4 separate regions of the Mus musculus genome follow, and all the other regions are linked to region 2. Evidence: chromatin contacts called from public HiChIP or PLAC-seq and promoter capture Hi-C data. All regions are on one chromosome and are shown on one strand. Each heading gives the region's core, a stretch centred on a gene start, on an enhancer-like site or on the middle of the called end of the contact. The rest is flanking DNA. Distances are from core to core; before and after follow the strand shown.

What was found. Promoter capture Hi-C pulls out the DNA fragments that hold promoters and counts their contacts. HiChIP or PLAC-seq counts read pairs in DNA pulled down with a chosen protein or histone mark.
Region 1: an H3K27ac HiChIP or PLAC-seq map of extraembryonic endoderm stem cells shows a contact between it and region 2, with 5 times the contacts expected there. The contact joins the enhancer-like site here to the promoter of Pgm2 in region 2. A contact is called at or near these places in 15 of 39 promoter capture datasets (the 3T3-L1 cell line, 3T3-L1-derived adipocytes, HPC-7-derived erythroid cells and 10 more), 3 of 484 Hi-C or Micro-C datasets (B cells, cortical neurons and uterus), 12 of 115 datasets of contacts at active chromatin or transcription factors (the NIH/3T3 cell line, embryonic basal ganglia, embryonic forebrain and 5 more) and 1 of 9 other capture datasets (embryonic stem cells).
Region 3: a promoter capture Hi-C map of embryonic stem cells shows a contact between it and region 2. The contact joins the enhancer-like site here to the promoter of Pgm2 in region 2. A contact is called at or near these places in 13 of 39 promoter capture datasets (the 3T3-L1 cell line, 3T3-L1-derived adipocytes, the C10 cell line and 7 more), 1 of 15 datasets of contacts at CTCF or cohesin (large pre-B cells), 7 of 484 Hi-C or Micro-C datasets (the G1E-ER4 cell line, cerebral cortex, cortical neurons and 3 more), 11 of 115 datasets of contacts at active chromatin or transcription factors (the NIH/3T3 cell line, T-cell acute lymphoblastic leukemia, acute myeloid leukemia and 6 more) and 1 of 9 other capture datasets (liver).
Region 4: a FOXA1 HiChIP or PLAC-seq map of pancreatic cancer cells shows a contact between it and region 2. The contact joins the enhancer-like site here to the promoter of Pgm2 in region 2. A contact is called at or near these places in 3 of 39 promoter capture datasets (the 3T3-L1 cell line, hippocampal neurons and pre-B cells), 1 of 115 datasets of contacts at active chromatin or transcription factors (pancreatic cancer cells) and 1 of 9 other capture datasets (adipose tissue).

What each region holds. Positions count from the first base shown.
Region 1 is chr5:64,860,542-64,863,241 of GRCm38.p6, reverse strand. No RefSeq gene overlaps it. Among named protein-coding and RNA genes, the nearest start is that of Gm31889, 18 kb to the left of the region's middle. Within about 2 kb of position 1,296, at least 182 of the 459 cell types and tissues checked have an H3K27ac peak or open chromatin away from gene starts, as enhancers often do. A contact at or near this core is called in B cells, extraembryonic endoderm stem cells, liver and 3 more, where this site is marked.
Region 2 is chr5:64,091,655-64,094,354 of GRCm38.p6, reverse strand. It overlaps Pgm2 (phosphoglucomutase 2), which reads right to left and starts at 1,416. Exons shown (of 14, transcript NM_025700.3): 1 at 1,267-1,416. The coding sequence starts at 1,371.
Region 3 is chr5:64,820,219-64,822,918 of GRCm38.p6, reverse strand. It overlaps Klf3 (Kruppel-like factor 3 (basic)), which reads right to left. Exons shown (of 6, transcript NM_008453.6): 3 at 562-1,045; 4 at 1-40. Among named protein-coding and RNA genes, the nearest start is that of Gm31684, 4.7 kb to the right of the region's middle. Within about 2 kb of position 1,433, at least 24 of the 459 cell types and tissues checked have an H3K27ac peak or open chromatin away from gene starts, as enhancers often do. A contact at or near this core is called in embryonic stem cells, where this site is marked.
Region 4 is chr5:64,991,423-64,994,157 of GRCm38.p6, reverse strand. All of the region lies in intron 2 of Fam114a1 (family with sequence similarity 114, member A1), which reads right to left. It overlaps Gm32374 (a long non-coding RNA gene), which reads left to right. Exons shown (of 3, transcript XR_003955930.1): 3 at 624-1,767. Among named protein-coding and RNA genes, the nearest start is that of Mir574, 22 kb to the right of the region's middle. Within about 2 kb of position 1,402, at least 39 of the 459 cell types and tissues checked have an H3K27ac peak or open chromatin away from gene starts, as enhancers often do. A contact at or near this core is called in hippocampal neurons and pancreatic cancer cells, where this site is marked.

The DNA.
Region 1 (2,700 bases), core at 47-2,546, 770 kb before region 2:
AGAGGCTCCTTGGTCTTGCAAACTTTATATGCCCCAGTACAGGGGAACGCCAGGGCCAAGAAGTGGGAGTGAGTGGGTGTGTGTGGGGGGAGGGTATGGGGGACTTTTGGGATAGCACTGGAAAGGTAAATGAAGAAAATACCTAATAAAAATTAAAAAAAAAAAAAAAGACCTTCATCCTAGCTGCCTAGAAGCCAGTCTTCTTTCGGGATAGCATTTGAAATGTAAATGAAGTAAATACCTAATAAAAAAATTGGAAAAATAAATAAATAAAAGGGCCACCGGCTTAGGACAGGTCTGGAACAGGGAAGCTTCTGTAGAGACCAAGCCATTCACCCTCCCCAGGTATGGCTCAGACGTGTCCAAACTTCAAGCCCATGACCCACATGTACCCAGGATATGCGGGTCATATGTATGAATGCAGCCCAGCTCAAAATCTTAGTTACTTCAAGCATTCTAAGATCATTTACAATTAAAAAACAAAACAAAAAAAAAAATCAACTCTATTGTGTGGTTCTGGAGGCAGCGCAATCCCTGGGGTACTTGGCACCCCAGACTTTCTGGGGTTAGAGAAACACTGCAAGACCGTGTGAAGTTCCCATGTCAACTTTTTAGGGCTCCATGTTCACCCACACCCACAGCCATTGTCACCCAAAGGTTTTAAGCCCTATGTAAATGTTGATCACACAAATCTGTCTTCCCGGGCCTGACTGTCTGAGCGCTGTCTGGGGGTGCTCCAAGTTGCTACTTTGGATTCAAGCCAAAAAAGACCGAGTCGGTTGCATGAGAAAACAGATGGTCTACGACTGTAACAGCAACAAGGCTGGGAGTGAATCCCAGCTTTGAGGGCTTTCGTTTTGGGGATTTCTCTATCTGGAGAAGATATAAAATACAGAAAAGCACAGTTCTTGGTGCGTCCTGCAAGTGAGGTCTTACAGGGACCTCCAGTGTGGGATGGATGTTCCCGGAACAATAAGAGTGTGGAGAGTGACCCAGAGGCCTGGTGATGGGATTGAAGGTGGGCTAGCCTGGCTTTAGGGTCTTGTTGTAGGTGTAGGAGAAGCAGGTGTCGGACTTGAGGGACCTTCCAGACCTTGGCAAGATTGCGCAATGGTTTGAAGGAAACAAACTGGATGCCCCGCCAGTTCCCAGAACAGTCTGAGAAGCTCTGTGAGGACCTCGGACTCTTGTGGTTAGAGAGAGACTTCCGGACGAAGGCTTGGGCCTGGGAGTAGGAGTTTGAACTAGAGCTTGCTCCACCCCCACCCCACCCTGCTTCCAGGTATTACAGGGAGAACCAGAGGGCAAAGTCCAAACGGAGCTGAAGCATGAAGAAACGCTTTAGGAATCCACAGCCAGAAAGCATCCACTGTTTCAATTAGCTTCAGTTTGATTCGATCGGACAGCTATTCCTAAATGGGTACTGTGTGCCAAGTGCAGGGCTGGAATATAGCAACGAGGAGACAGACAGACCCTGCCACATGTTAGATTTCTAACTTACAGGGAGAGACAGACGAAAACACAAGTATGTTGCTATTTAGTTTTCAACAGTCCTGTGCGCCACGGGACAGCTGTGACATTGCCTCTAGGGACAGAGCTGCTTTGTGGCTCCCACCCCATCCGTGGATCTGCTGGCCCCAGAAGCAAAGTGGTAGCCAGTTAGCCACTGGCTCCTCAGCCCCTCCCTATACTTACTGCTTCCTCCAGCTCAGCGGTGATTTTGAAAGCTGGTTTTTTTTCTCTCTCTCTCAATCGAACCTGGTTTTTCCAGTTTCTCTTGGCAGAAACTCTGGTCTGCATCCTACACAGAAGTAGAAATCTCCTCTTTCACTTTCATGTATTTCTTTCTTGTTTGGTTGTGTGTGTGTTATTGTTATGTGTGTGTGGTGTATGTGTGTGTGTTGCTGCTATGTGTGTGTTGTTGTTGCTGCTGCTGTTGTTTTAAGACACAATTGCACATGAATGTAATATCTTTACACAAGATTTTAAAAGTACTTGGGACCACAAGAATCCTCCTTGCCCTTGCTTCCTTGAGTTCTCACTGCTGCGACTCTCTCCCAGGCCGTGTCATCCGTGACTGCCCTGTTCCTCTCTTGGAACTTTGGTAGCTAGGGAGAAAGGAGGCGGCTTAACCTGGTGGGTGAACTTGGCAGCAAGCTGAGGGCAAGCTCAGCTTAAACTTTCACTTTCTTGCTATCTGCAAGAAACACCAACCCTCCTCTGTGCATGCACCCCTCCCCCACGTGGCTAGCAGTAAGTGAAGGACTTCTTCAGCTTTCCCCACTGGTTACCTCTTTTAGCTGGAGAAAATTTTATGCAGCCCTGGATATACAAATATATAAAATAAGGATACAATCTAAACATGGACAGAAAATTAATCATAAAGAAATGTATTTTAAAGCAATTATTTGGTCTGTGTGTCATTTTGCCACTTGTTAAAGATGAGTGTAATCCTTTCCATCAGCAAGATGCATGCACTTACTTATTTTTACATAAATAATTAAATCTTGGCTGAATATTTGATGCTGCAAAACATAAACTATCTTTGACATTTTTTAAATCGGTTGATATTTTGATTTATAGCCATTAATGCCAAGAATTCCGCCCCCCCCCTTTGCATGCATATATACTATAAAAATGGAATACGTATGTTTAGGATCATCTTAGAAACTGTTGGAAACATCTTTCCTAACTCCGAGT
Region 2 (2,700 bases), core at 167-2,666:
GTTAGGACAGCTACACAATGCAAGTTATTAAGTGATCAGAAATGGAAACAGTTTCCTCCCCTTAAACATCCTGGAATGCTTTATGTTTCCAGGAAAAAAAAAATCCACAACAAAGCAAAACAAAACCTCCCATGAGGCGCTAGCACTGCCATCCTGTTTCCAGGATGGCCTGACTATTCATTTTCTAGGTGTGAGCGAGCAAAGGCCTCTGCTGAGCCTTCCAGCCTCTATCCAGTCACCAAATGTTTCAGGGACCAACTATAGACATGCAGTACGGCACTACGGTACTACGGTACTATAGACCACGGAAAGCAGCAGAGACACACAGCACCAGCTACATAATTTTCAGGGGGGGCCAGTGCACAATTAGAACGAAAGACTCCGTGTTTAACAATAGAGAATCTCAAAGTAGTGCTTTAAAATACGGCTTGGGCCCTTCCCTGAGTACAGGTTCAGTGGATCTGCGTGGGTCTCACCTCCTGAAGTCAGCCCTGGATACCGACAAATTTTAAACAAACAAGCCTGTAAGGGATTGTCTTTCAATTCCAGGAAGAGCAGGGAACCAAAGGCCTGGGCTGTCTAGAGAGAGAGTTTGAGTTGCACTTGGGAGACAGGAAAGATCCGCTAAGTTCACACAGGAAAAACGACAAGAGAAATAAAGTCAGCAGAACACCGGCAAGAGGAACATTGCGGGAAAGCAACAGGACACGCGAAAGCACAGGTCAGAGAGAACTTGTAGAGGGCAAAGGAAGTGATGTCCGGAGCTGGCCGACTGACTAAGACATTACAGGGGAAAGGCGCAGCTGGGGCCAAAGCGTTCCCTGTCACCTTCCCAGTGGAGTGTATGTTCTCTGGAAAACTCCCTGTCAGCCTGGCCCATCAGGGACCCGGTAGTATCCATGAAATCAGAAAAGGTGGTCTGGACTGTGGAGAAGTCCAGGTCCCGGGAAAGGCGGGACAGAGCGGATTCTGAATGGATGAAGATGCTCAGCCCATCACAGAACCTCAAAAACCTTCTCGTGCGTGGACTACCCCGGGTCCCAGGCCCGCTACATTCACTCTCCACCCCACTCCCCGCCCCCCAGCTCGCTCCTCTACCGGGTCTAGCAGCCGGGCGAGCCACACAGCTGTCTCCAGTCCCGCAACAGCTTATGCCGAGCAGGCACCGTGTGGCGAGGCAGGGAAGGAAAGAAGGAAGCTGGGCCCGGCTCCCTGCCGGACAAGCCACGGCGCCCGAGAACCGAAGAGCCGGAGATCGGCCCTTACCTGGTCCCAACGCAGCCACTGCGCGGTCTCCTGGTCCAGTCGCGCGTCCATACCCAAGCCACTGCCTTCCGGAGCCGGTGTCTCTGTCGGTGTCGCCGCCGCCATCCCGCAGCAGTCACAACCGGGCGGAGGAGGCCGGGTCACCCTTCTGGAGGGGCGGGGAGAGGGCGGGGAAAGAGGCGTAGTCAGAGAGCCGGAGGGAAGAGGACGTGCAGCAGCCCCGCCCGGTTCCAGACTCGCCATTAGTGGGTGTGCTTCCCGGAGGGCCAGGCAATTGGGGAGTGCTTTGTTGTTAGGAGAGCTGGAGGCTCGCCTTACTCTAGTCTCCTAGGCCCTACATACCCAGGGTCCTCCAGCAAACATCAAGTATGCATTTGGTGCCCATCACACCTGAGATGCTAGTCTGACTGCGCTGGGAAGCAGAGCACATTGGCGCAGGCCAGTAGCCACATGGCAGAGGCAGGCAGGTCTCTGTGAGTTAGAGGCCAATCTGATCTACATAGTGAACTCTAGACTAACTAGGGGTACATAGGGAGATCCTATCTCAAAATGTAAATTAAATTAGAGAATAGCAGAGGGGGAAACAAATCTTGAAAAAGAAGAGCCAAGTGGGAAATAAATCAAATAGACCAACGAGCCAGAAATGAGATAACACTTGCAAAGACAGTTTATGTCAGAAGAGCAACCGGAAGGACGAGTTGTAATTTCAAGGCACCGGGTCAACTGGATTTTCACACTAGAAAATGTAAAAAGAATGTCGACTCATCCGCCTGAGGTCGCCACACACAAACGAGAATTCCAGGTCAGCTGGGTGATGTATGTGCACACCTGGCTGGGCACGGGGAAGCACAAGCAAGAATGGTTCTGAGCCGCACATGATGCCTTCCTCGCTCCTGCAGTCCCGACTGTTGGGACTGTTGTGAGTTCAGGGCCTGGCCTACAAAGTGAGTTCCAGTTCACCGTGGGTTCCAGTGTGAGATCTCGTCTCAACAAGCAAACAAACAAACAAACAACCCTAAAACGAAAGAAAAAACAATTAAACAAAAAAAATCCAAAGCAGTTAAGAGCACGGGTTGTTCTTCCAGAGCACCTAAGTTTGATTATCAGCACTAGCATGGCTGCTCAGGATGGTCTGAAACTCCAGTTCCAGGGGATCCTGCATCCTTTTCAGACCTCCATTGTCATATATATCCATGGTGCATAGACATGTATGCAGGCAAAATACAAACATACACACACACACACACACATACACACACACAACTTTTTAAAAGGTTTCTAGCAGATTTAGTCGCAAAAAGCTCCAACCATACACATCCAGATTGCCAACAATAGAATGGATAAATATGTAGTGGTATATTCATTCTAAATCATATACATAAATGATGATCGATAAGCCATGAGTTACACAGCCCAGTGAGAATGAAGAACTGT
Region 3 (2,700 bases), core at 184-2,683, 730 kb before region 2:
TTCTGTAATAAGGGCTTCTCATATGATTCAATTACAGGTACTAAAAAATAAAAAAAATAGAAAAATCATTCTACACACAATGTATCAGTTTCAGCTTGCGAAAGCTCACCTCACGGCTTTTGGGGACTAGATTTTTATATGTGTATTTCTTCATCTCTGGCAAGGTTACCAGCAGGACTTAATCTGTGAGAGATCCTCGCTTCTTTTGAAGCAGGCAGAGGACCCTGCAGCTCAAGATGACTCTCCACCACAAAACCTGGCTAACCCCATAGTCCCCTCCCTAAGGTTGACAAACAGGTAGCTTTTAAGAGCCATTAGCAGCGTGATCAGAAAGTACTTAAATCTCTTTTGTGCCCAGGACTGTATTGGTACTCAGTAAATCAAAGTATAAAATACACTGTGAAAGTAACTAATTGTTGGATGCTCTCCCAATTTCATCACTTCAAAACAAAAACAGAACAATTTGCCCCAGGATATCCTTTTGAGGATATAATAGCTCTGCCCGGTGTCCTCACCAGACTACTAAGCAGGTGCCGGGTGTAGGGGCATGGCAGAATTTACCTGGCATGCCGCTGTTTGAATTGTCCATCTCTTCCGACAAGGAAACCATGAGAGGCTGCTGCAGGTGGCTGGTATACATAAAAGGAACGGGCTGGACCACGACGGGCTGAATGACGGGGAGGATGCCTGGGCTCCGGATTCCGTGTCTGGACAGCGCGGCTGCCATCACAGGCGGCATAGACAGGGGTACTCCAAAGGGCTGCACGCCAGGAGAAGGGGGCGAGTACTTCTTAATGGGCGGACTGGAGGAGGGCATGCTGAGGCCAGGTGACGCTCTCCGGTGGGACGGGAACTTCAGAGAGGAAGGAGAACCGCCCGCAGCAGGCGGGGAGCCCCGCTTGTTCACCGTGAGGTCCACCGGCTCCACCTGTATCCCGTGAGTGAGGCCTTCTGGGGTCTGGAAGAACTTATCAGGCAACGGTGTGGAGTAAATGACCCCATATTTGTTGGGCTTCATCGATTCTATGTAATTCGACGGGAAGGACTATGAGAAACAATAAAAAGAAATAGAGACGTTTAAGGAGACATACTTTAGATCCGGAGGTGTGTGATCCCCAAAAAGCTATGGGAGAGATGGGTTTAGCAATTGCTAGAAAGTAAGGTTTGCTGGGCCCCCAAAAAAACCTGAAGATTAAATTCATGATTTTTATATTCAGTGAGAAGGCTGATGGCTGGCAGGCTCCTAAAGCTGCCTGCATCATGAAGGACTTGAGGCCTTCAGGAGGAGCCAGCACTGAAGGCCACCAAGCAGGCCAAACTATAAAACCTGAGCTGGGTTGGTTTTTGAGACAGAGTCTCACTGTGTAGCTCTGGCTGACCAGGAACTCCCCTCCCTTCTCAGCACTGGGATTAAGGTGTGGCCCACCACACCCAGCACACTCCTCCTCCTGAGCTTCTCTGGCTTTGACTGGGATTACTCTTGGGCTCACACTCTTTCTTCTCTGGGTCAGACGGGCTCAGTCTCTGGACAGCTATGAACTACAACTGTTTTTCCTTGTAGAAGTGACTCTCTGGACCTTGTACCAGCAAAGCACCCAGGAATAGGAGACCGGACCATGAGACTTGCAGCGATGGGGAGATCCTTGTTGTGGGGCACTGAGGAGCCCTTTTCCGGGGTGCTATGGTGGTAATACAAGATAACCTATGTAATCCTCTCAACTTCACTCATGACACACTGGGTTGTCCCAGGAGAGCCTTCCAGCCCTTTATGCAGGAGACGCACTCCAAGGCTGTAAGACTCCAAACTCTCAGATCACAGTGCAGCCAAGGATGGCTAGGCACACTGTTGGGTATACTGACTGAGTGTCTAGGGGAGCAGCAGCCTAAGATGGCAAAGACTGTCACCTTTCTAGCCAAGTCTTAAGTGACAGAGATAAAGAGTAAAAAGATGAGCTGAATGCTAAAAAAAAAAAAAAAAAAAAAAAAAAGACTCCCAATACGGTGCAGAAATATGCAAAGCACTAAAACCAGAAAGTACAAGACACAAGGATTCTGGCATCAGCTCTCAGCAGGGGTGGAAGGGTGAATAATGACCATCCCAAGACCTCATCTCTTCTCTCTTCTTAATTAATTAGAGACAGGATCTAACTCTATAGCACAGGCTGTATTTGAACTTGTAGCAATCCTCCTGCCTCTGCCTCCAAGTGGTGATCTGTACCAGCACCACGCAGCTCTACCTTTCTTTTGAACTAGCCACATCCACCCAAGTATATATATAACAAGGCAGAAGATCCAGTTTATACAGCAACATCAGCATTAAGCCGATTTAAATTTAATTAAAATAGGGGTTATTAAGAGAGCAAGGCTCACAGACACTGTACAAAGAGGATCTCGATAATTAACTCCAGGGAGAAGCTTTCTGTGTTTTATTTCTCCAAAGGGCACAGCTCTGGTGGGAGGCAAGACTCCATGAAACAGATGGGACAGAGGGCAGCAGCACGCGATGCGGCACCTTCCTCATCTCAGCCCTGTTCCTCCAAGACTTCCCACTGACCTAGATTTTAAGGCCCACAGATCCTGGCAGCTGAACAGCAAGCAGAGTGAGGACACCCTGCCACTGCTGCCGCCGCTGGGTTTTTCTCTCCGTGGCACGGACCTCAGAGACGTGGGAATTCAGACACGTGCCAATTTGGTAATATC
Region 4 (2,735 bases), core at 153-2,652, 900 kb before region 2:
GAAACACTTCCCTCCCTGCCTTTCAGTCTCCAATCTCTCAGTCTGTCTGTCTGTGTCTGTCTCTGTCTCTCTGTCTCTGTCTCTGTCTCTGTCTCTGTCTCTGTCTCTGTCTCTCTCTCTCTCTCTGTGTGTGTGTGTGTGTGTGTGTGTGTGCACGCGTGTGCGTGTTCTCCTCTCTTTCTTTTTGGTTCTGGTCCCTAATCCATCCCTAAAGTCTCAAAGAGTGCCTAATATTATTTGTTGGATAGATGTACCCATTTTCTTGCATAGGAATGTAGTAGTTTCTGTTAATCTCATCGAGTGAGTCCTGACTCAGCCATCGAAAAACACAGCTTTCTCTTACTATTCACAAACAGATCATAGAAAGCAAAGGAAGAATATATAGACCCACAGTAAGTATATAGGCAAAGTAAGAGAGCTTTTTTATAGGAAGGGAGGGAGGGAGGAGAGGAAGAGGCCTATATAACCTGTAGATTCTGTAACTCCAAGGCTGGCCATCAGTCATCCCCAGTGCCCTTTCCCCTACTGTCTCCCTTGCAGATAAGGGTGGTATACTGCTCAGTTATTCACAAAGATGTACATAAATGTATATAAAAGCCTTTGATTTTGTGATGAATTTTCAGTTACAGCCGTCGCCAATTCTTCCTCCTGTTCTGAGTGTGGAAACGATGCTTGGCAGTGAAGCAGGGAAATTTTCTGCCTCAGGGAAAGGTCAAAGCATCCCTGGTCCTGATGCTGATGGAGCACTGAGCCAACACCGGGAGCTACTCGTCCCCATCTTTTGTATTATGGGAGAAAAATATATCGCTGTTCTGCAAACCACTGAATGTGGATTTTAGTTATTTGTATCTCACTGCATTCCTATTTACCCAGTAAATATCAAATATCATCTATTCAGCAGAGAGATGCGACCAGTGGAAAAGGTCACAGAATTGAATTGCGCAGAATTGAGTCGAGGTTCTGCCACTCTGTGTAATGAGTTACTGAAGCTTTTCTAAGCCCCCATTCATTTGTTACAAAATGCAAGACAAGACAGAGGCGAGCTCCCAGGGACTGGGGAAATGCGCTCAATGATATTGTAAACTTTTGTAAATTGTACCTTGAGTATATGCAATGAATGTTTGACATACATAAAAGAACTCTCAGCACCAATAACCCTGCAGGTCTTGAGATGATTAAAAAATTATTTCCTATGAATTTGTCATCTAAACGCTGCATAAATGTTATGAAACACCAGCTTTAAGGCTGTGAAGAAGGGAGCTTTGCAAGCTGGCTGTCAGCTTTTCCTTCTGTCTGGAAACAGAGAGGGACTTGTCAACATGAGCGGAACGCCCATGACTCGTGACTGTCTGCACTCGTTTGTGGTGTCTGCATTGATTCATCCCATTCGGCAATGGAATCCAGTAGCAACTTTGTACCACCAGGAGGACGGGTGTGAGTTGATGACTAATGTAATTCTTTCACTGGGCCGATCACTGCCTGTGATTAGAAAGAACAATGCACTCAGGGGTGATGGCTTCTGACTCAGATCTACAATATTGACTGTGCCCTGACAGCTGGTAATTGGCTAGTGAATAAAACAGAAAGTCAAATGCTGTGTAATAAGCGACTACTTCAGTTGTGCTTTATTAATAAAGTCCTTGACATTGAGCTGGAACTTCTGGCTAGTTACAAGGAATATCTATAATTAATAGAAAGTCCTCAAGTGGCTAGATGTACACATTTAACAAAAAATATAAACTAAATAAATATCAACCATGAATTATATATCCTAAGTATTGTCTCCACTAACTGGTCATTAGGTGACACACTTAGAAGCCTATAAAATAGTCGCATAAGTCCCATGAGATGGCTCAGGGGGTAAAGGTACTTCCATGTAGGTCTAATGACATGAGTTCAACTCTTGGAATCAACATAAAGGCAGAAGGAAATAACCTTCGAGTCCTCTGACCTCTACATTCGCGCAAACACACACACACACACACACACACACACACACACACACACACACACACACAAGACGAAATAAGCAGAGTGCATCAACTTGCTTCTCACATTATTAAATGCTGCTGGAAAGCTTTGTTTCTCACCTTTCACCTAGATAGCTCTCACCTCCTTTAACACAGACCTTCGGGGCCTAACTCAGAAAGCAGAAGGCATCCTATGAGAACTCACTATGTTGTTGTTTTTCTCTCCTTCCCATAAAATCAGAAGAATGACCTTGTATAGTTGGGGCAAATCAGACTTGGATTGATCGAGGACATCTAAATCATAATTAGAGGGGCTAGAGAGATGCCTCAGCAGTTAAGAGCACTGGCTGCTTTTTCAGAGGACCTAGGTTTAATTCCCAGCATTCACATGGCGACTGGCAACCATCTATAACTGCAGTCCCAGGGGATCGAACGGCCTCTTCTGAAATCTGTGTGCACTAGGCATGCATGTGTTGCATAGACATACATATAGACAAAACACCCATCTACATATAATAAATAAAATTTAAACAAAAAATAAAACACAATTGGTCCTTTGAACAACGGCATCCATTGTGTGATCCTAAGAATATTTAACTATGCAGGGGATTCCATCAAGTTCAAAGTTCCTTAAATAGAGAAGACATCTAAATGTCTAGTATCCCACCTAATATCAAATAGAAAATACTTTTTAGGTTGGTCCTGTGACTTAGTGGTACAGCATTCTCCTGGTTTGAGTAAGGCCCAAGTTCCACTCCTAACACT